2 separate regions of the Drosophila melanogaster genome follow, and region 1 is linked to region 2. A link is a contact called in public Hi-C data. All regions are on one chromosome and are shown on one strand. The core of a region is the stretch at or near the end of the contact, and the rest is flanking DNA. Distances in the headings are between cores, read along the strand shown.

Region 1 (3,375 bases), core at 546-3,045, 58 kb before region 2:
ACCACACGGCCAAAGGGGGTTGCAAGTTGGTTGCTGGAGGGGGCTGCGAGGTAACTGCACTTGATGGAGTGCCCTGCCATGGCATTTGAGTGGCTTTCGAGCAGCAAGCCAAGTCAGTGAAAATTGCATAAATGCATGGCACTTTTCCACGATTGCATTGGCAACTCTGTTAACCCTGCCACACGCAATCACCGCAGCATCCCCCAGCTGCCCCATCCCCTGCAGTTGGTTGGTTGTCTGCTTTCAATATTCAAAACAGTTGGTCCCATATGCAAATGTTTGGCAAATGCCAAACTTCGGTGGAAGGAGCTATGGCCCCAAAAACGAAGAGAGGTGCACTAAAAGAAATTGGAGAGCCATGCCAACAATATGTGGATGTATGTAAATATAGAATAATTAACAGTGGAGCCCCTCATTCGATAGAGTAGCACATAATCGTTGAGGATACCACTTTAAGATGATAGTTCAAACAGATTTATAGCCTAAAAACTTATATTTTTAAAAAATTTCGCTTACAAATATTTCCATAAATAATGTTTAGTTTATTATTTAATTTGATCAGATCACATTTTGAGTGTATTGCGAGCTGCGGAGGAAGCTGGGAAAAATCAACGGCTGCCGGGCAGGATAAGCAATGTCCTGGCCAGCAGGATCCTGCCGGGGACACCCTGAAAACAAATGCACACAAATGACCCATGTGCCAAAACCCGAACTTGTCCACTGCCCTTGGGGCTGGAAATTGATGGTAATGACTGGGTGGTGGGTCGGTGGTCCATGGGCTCCGAGGCTCCCTGTTCGACGGGCAATCAGACAACAATTGTTAATAATAAATGCATAATTTGCAATTGAATTTGGAATGTTTTTGTTTCGCATTTCGATGCAAGAGAATTGATTAACGACTCGATTGAGATATATGAGTGAGTGTATTGGAATGGGAATGATTCTATTAATATGGCGGGTGCTTAACAAATAACTGCGGAATTACTTTAAACATTATTGTACTGAATTAAATTATAATCCATCGCTTGCATGCGTAAAATTCCTGATTCTTTATATTCTTATCTGCTCCACCTTATTTGCATGTCCTTTATTGAGTCCTTTGTGGCTCTTGATTAAGACCTCCCTCGAAGAACCCTTCACCTGCTCCTGCCAGATGGCTTTCCCTAAAATACCTTCACCTACTATCGCCACTAACAAAGGAATGAATGACTAAAAATTAAATTCGATTTAGCCAAGCGTAAAGTTATCATAAATGCGGCTGTAGCATACCAAATATACAGCGCTCTTGGCCAACATTATTTTTATTGTTTTCGATTAAAAAGTCATAAAAATTAGTGGCACCAGGAAACATATGTAAAACGGACAATTTACTTAATTAGATGGCAACCTTCGCTGATCAGAGTTGAAAAATGAGAGGCGTTTTCTGGTGCGCTACTTCTTCAGGGCAGCTGCTCCGGTGCAGATCGGGTTCTACCCAAAATTAGGAGCCACCGAAAAAAGTGAAGGTAGTCCACCGACCGATGGCCCACCTGCCGGAACTTTAAACCCAAAAAAAGACAGGGACTCCGAAGAAAGAATGAAAACACGATCGTCACAGGGGGAAACCAAAGCAGCCAGCAAAACTGTACCGACCACGCCCACAACGGCCTGCAATTACTGCGTTAGTGTTGCTCATTAAAGTTGATGTCTTAATTCGGCGAGTTTTACATGCAGCAGCCAGGACACACGAACACGGCACCCCGGGAACCGAACCACAGGCACCCTGTAATTAGGCGCCGCGCCAACAACCAACAGCCACCATATAAGAACGAACCCATTCCCCCACCATACCATACCGTACCATTCCACTCCAGCCCAGGCCAGCCCATAACCAGTCCCAAATCCAAACGCAACGAAACCGAAAACAAAACGAAATGAAACGAAATTGTTAACAAATGAATTTTACCACGAAATTGGCCCAGGGCCACTGATGTTCATGCGGATGAGCGAGGACCAGTTAACTGCAAAAGACAAATAACAAGGTAGACCGCGAAGAGATCTACAATATATGGAATTCGGATGCTCTATTAAAGTGAAAAATATTACGAAATATTTGGAGGATCAAATAAGTGACCTTTATGTTCATTTATGATTTCCTATCGTAACGAATTTAAAAATGCAATGAATATTGTATATTCTTAAAATATTATATTTCGGAATGGTAATATTTCAGTTAATCTATTTATACTTTTAGATTAGCAATTATCTTGTAAGACTTCTATTTTTGGATATGGCTCATTTCCTTTTCGCTATACCCCTTGTAAGAGCATTTCGTATGGAAAGTCTTGCATTGCCTTTTGATTACGCGGTTGGCAATTAGGCAGCGTCTGGCGAGGATCCCTGTGCCCCGAAATGCTCGTTTTGTGGGGCGTTTGTCTTATGATGAAGTTGTCAGTGGCTTGGGCTACCGTTTCATGTGTGGAACTGGTCCTCTGTTGATTTAGCCATAATCATTCTTGTTGCCGCTCGCGGCCGCAAGACGTCAATTGCAGAATTGCGGTGGAATTGCGAATAATTTGGTTTTATGGTGCGACTTGAATGGCCAATCGATTTGGGCCCAAAGGGTTCAAGGCGTCAGCTGGATTTGGTAAGAAATTGAATGGCTTAATCGGAAGGCAGCAGCGCAAGCTTACAGATTGTAAAGCGATTGAGCTTGAACATCACGAGAGAACTTGTATTTCATTTCGTCCTGGCTGATTTTCCTTTGTCAGCCACAATGCAAAATGTGCCACCGCATCTGCCGAGGGCAGGACCTCACATCCTGCCAGCGATTCGCCATGGACAGGGAGCTGGCTTTGTCCTGGCCAGGTAGCCATGTCTTCCGTTCGCCTTGGGTCCTTTTATTACAACATTTTTATCAATGGCCTGGTCACAGCCCCGACAAAAGGATGCTGGCCAAGCTTTAGTTCCGCTGCTTTGATTTCTCCGCAATCGAACAACTTAATCTCAGCCCATGTGCTCTACGGTTCTCCGGACATGAAGGCAAATCCGTGTGTGTCCCGGCAGCTGTGCTGTTTGTTTTCATGGTTCTTAGGACTCCCCCAGGACACGCTACTAATCACAAGTCGTTGCCTGTTGTCACTTCGTAATGAGAGAGTGCAACACTATACCCAAAAAATCAAGCAACCACTGAGGAAATCAAATGCATAACAAATGCTGGATATTTCTTAGATGTTTTTTTATACAATTCACTTGTGAAGTGAGATTAAACGATGCGGCGTTCATTTTATAAATTTTCAACCTGATTTCTCTGAGTGTAAGCGCGTAAAATCTCATGCCTTTCCGACGCAGGCTCCAGTTGCACATGTGTTCGTGTGTTCCTTTCGCGTGGCGTCA
Region 2 (3,302 bases), core at 82-2,581:
GGACACTGGTGAGAGTCTGAATCCCAATGTGGATATTGGCCAGATCGAGGGTGCATTCATGATGGGCTTGGGCTACTGGACCAGCGAGCAAGTGATTGCGGATCCGAAGACGGGCGAGTGTCTCACGAATCGTACCTGGACGTATAAGCCACCAGGAGCTAAGGACATACCCACTGATCTGCGCATCGAGCTGCTCCCCAAGAGTCCCAACAAGGCGGGCTTCATGAGATCCAAGGGTGAGTATCTATCTACAGCATGGTTGTGAATCCAGCTAACTGGGACTTCTTTATCCTTAGCCACCGGAGAGCCAGCCATCTGTTTGTCCATCGCAGTCGCCTTTGCCCTGCAGCAGGCCCTGCAATCAGCTCGCGATGACGCCGGCGTGCCCAAGTCTTGGGTGACCCTCACCGCCCCGATGACCCCCGAGCACCTGGTCCTCCACTCGGGCACCGAGCCCAGCCAGTTCAAGCTGAACTAGGTGGAGAAGAAGAATGTGGACTCGTATCCCTGACCGTGGGACATGGCACGTGGCCACGATGGGAACGCTCCGATAAGCACGCCAAGATAACCTGCACTTACACCCCCACTTAACCTGGCGGATCCGCCGACTCTAGACTAGCCGACATTGTGTTGTCTGCACAATAAATTAAAAACTTATCCAACGCTTAATCCAAATGACATTCATTGCCAGCCAGCCGTCGGCCTGGGTCAACAGAAGCCCCTGTCCAGAGCTCCAGGCATTCGGAATTTACATTTTCCGGGCTCTTGCTTAATGCTTAACACCTCAACACGCGGACACACCCCGCCAAGAGGTCTTCATTAATTTTAACATAAATTGTTGTATAGAAATTTTATGCCACACGAAGCGTTAAGTGTGATCTGGCCAAAAGGTCGAGGGCGGGGTGGACGCGGAAAAGGAAGGCGGGGGCAGCAGTTGCCTTGCGGTCGTGGCAGAAGGACCTAATGGATTTTTCAAATATCGCCAACTGCTGTGCCCTTAATGAGCACATCCCTGACGACATTGTTCAATTGACACACTTATAATGAATGTGGCAGCTTTAATTGGGGGAGTTTAAGATCCCTGTGGTTTCGGGATATAGCATACCAGTTATAATTAATAATATCAAACGAGGTATGGTTGCTACAGTTAAACCAGGTAGCGCTATACATATAAGCTCTCTCACTTCCCAAGAAATCATATGTTTATAAACATTAGCCGCAGCTTTTTATGTTCCTAGAAGAAACTGTTATTACAGTTAAATATACATACTTTGTCTAGGCAATAAATAGGCGAATTTCCCCTAGCAAAACCTCCAGACTTCACTAGAAAATGGAACTAAGTGGGTTCATATTCGTAGCACTGCTCAATTTCATTCCCTTTGGATGCAGCAAGTTGGTTGATTTTTGCCAGCTGCCTTACTGCGGTACAAATAACCTAGCCTGTAATAACCCATCGGTGAGTGGAGTACAATCTGAAGAAACTACATCCGTGAAATTGTGTATTTGCTCAGAAATTCAGCGTCATGTGTCCACCGAATGCCAGAACTCTTTCCATGTCGACCTACAGGAATTTATTACTAATTGCCTTCAATGAGTTTCGCAATTATACGGCGAGCGGGAAGCAAAAGTATCTCAAGGCAGCGGCGGCACGAATGTCCCGATTGAGTTACTCAATGGAACTGGAGGACTTAGCCCGACTGGCGGTCATCACGTGCTCCACGCACAAGTTTTGCCTGAACTCACAGGAGTTCTATTACGTGGGTACCAATATAGGTTCCACCCACTATTTGGGTAACTTGAACGACTACGAGGACCTAGAACTCATGTTGCGGATAATACAGCATTGGACCAGATATGCGGATTATGTCAACATTAAAATGGGTGTCTATATGCCGACAACTTTGGGGAAAAGGTGAGATATATATTAATAAGCCAATTAATAGTTCAAACAGCTAATCATTGCATCTTCAGTGGAATAGCAAAAGCCCTACTACTGATGGCAGATCGGAACACCCATGTGGGCTGTTCGGCTATGAGATTCACCGTGCACTCCGTCCACAACTTCGTCTTCTTGTGCGCCTTCAGCACCGATCTCTTCGTGGAGCGACCCATCTACCGGATGTCTATGAGACCAGGAGCTGCTTGCAAGCGCTTGGATCCCACATACTCAGCACTTTGTGCTGTTGGTGAAAACTACGAAAACAATAAGCCAATGCTAAATGCAAGGGTATTCCAGTTACCCCTCGATTTATCCATCGGTCGACAAGCTTATGTGCCAGCCATATAGACCAAGCTTTAAGTAAACTTTTAAATTCGCGCAGCAGAAATTAGTTTTTGTTTCTCGAGTTTTTTTTGAGTGCCGATGGCCAGACATAAGTACACGCCCCTGGATACCCAAACAAAATCAGCGCACAAAAACAAATAGTTAACACCCAGACGTGGTCATAAAAGAGGAGGAGCAACAGCAGCATCAGCATCAGCAGGAGCAGACATTTCAAAGCAGCCTCGATAATCACAGGACACATTTGCATATAAACACGCTTCCGGGCTGATGTCCTTCGCATGCAAATGAAAACATTAGCGAGGCACACGCGCATCCGCATCAGCGTCCGCATCTGTGAGATGCAGATACAAGGCCAGGGACAGATACAGATACAAATGACATTCGTCGCTGTCGCTGTCGCCTCTTCCCTGCTTAAATATATATTTCAATTAAAATTTTACACACGAATAAATGCAAAGCCACGCCCAGCACATTAGATCTCCCCGCTCGCTCCATCCGACGAATCCCAGTCGCAATCCAGTTCTCACTCCTCCAGCCATGGCGAATGCGGACGCTCCGCTGGCAGTGTTCAACTTGTGTCGCTTGTTTATGAGCGTCTGAAGGCCACGAGTGCAGCCAGCAGACACGGACATGGCCATAAAACGGTCCCGGTTTATCCGGAGGGTGTACGAGGTTCAGATACGTTGTGGATGCGGATGCGGATGGGGCACAGGGATCAGCGCATTCGGGAAGGCAGCCAATGGAGCATGCTGCTGGATGTCCACGGAATTATTCAAAAGTTTTACGGAGGAGACAGGACAGCGGATACCATACAACGATGAGTTTGGCATTGTGACAAGACGAACTGAGTGTCCCAAAAGGGCCAATCATGGATGCGCAGGGATGGGCATTAAGTTCTTTTGAATGGCACGTTAGAAAATTAGTAGCGAGGATGGGAGTTTGATATGATATTTCGATTTTAAGGAAGTCCATTCAAATCAGGTCATTCAAATCAAACATTCTTAATGCGTGAATATGG

Evidence for each region. Hi-C and Micro-C count contacts between places; a contact is called where the count stands out from the background.
Region 1: a contact with region 2 is called in a Hi-C map of the Kc167 cell line, with 1.8 times the contacts expected there. The contact joins the enhancer-like site here to the promoter of CG31296 in region 2. A contact is called at or near these places in 14 of 107 Hi-C or Micro-C datasets (the Clone 8 cell line, the Kc167 cell line, the ML-DmBG3-c2 cell line and 6 more) and 2 of 6 datasets of contacts at active chromatin or transcription factors (the Kc167 cell line and the S2 cell line).

Annotation. Positions count from the first base shown.
Region 1 is chr3R:15,587,556-15,590,930 of dm6, reverse strand. No RefSeq gene overlaps it. Among named protein-coding and RNA genes, the nearest start is that of AOX4, 36 kb to the right of the region's middle. Within about 2 kb of position 1,795, at least 17 of the 39 cell types and tissues checked have an H3K27ac peak or open chromatin away from gene starts, as enhancers often do. A contact at or near this core is called in cellular blastoderm embryo, embryo, larval brain and 2 more, where this site is marked.
Region 2 is chr3R:15,529,502-15,532,803 of dm6, reverse strand. It overlaps CG31296, which reads left to right and starts at 1,331. Exons shown (of 3, transcript NM_001275679.1): 1 at 1,331-1,456; 2 at 1,512-1,912; 3 at 1,972-2,732. The coding sequence starts at 1,331. The coding sequence ends at 2,287. It overlaps AOX1 (Aldehyde oxidase 1), which reads left to right. Exons shown (of 6, transcript NM_142218.2): 5 at 1-236; 6 at 297-667. The coding sequence ends at 478.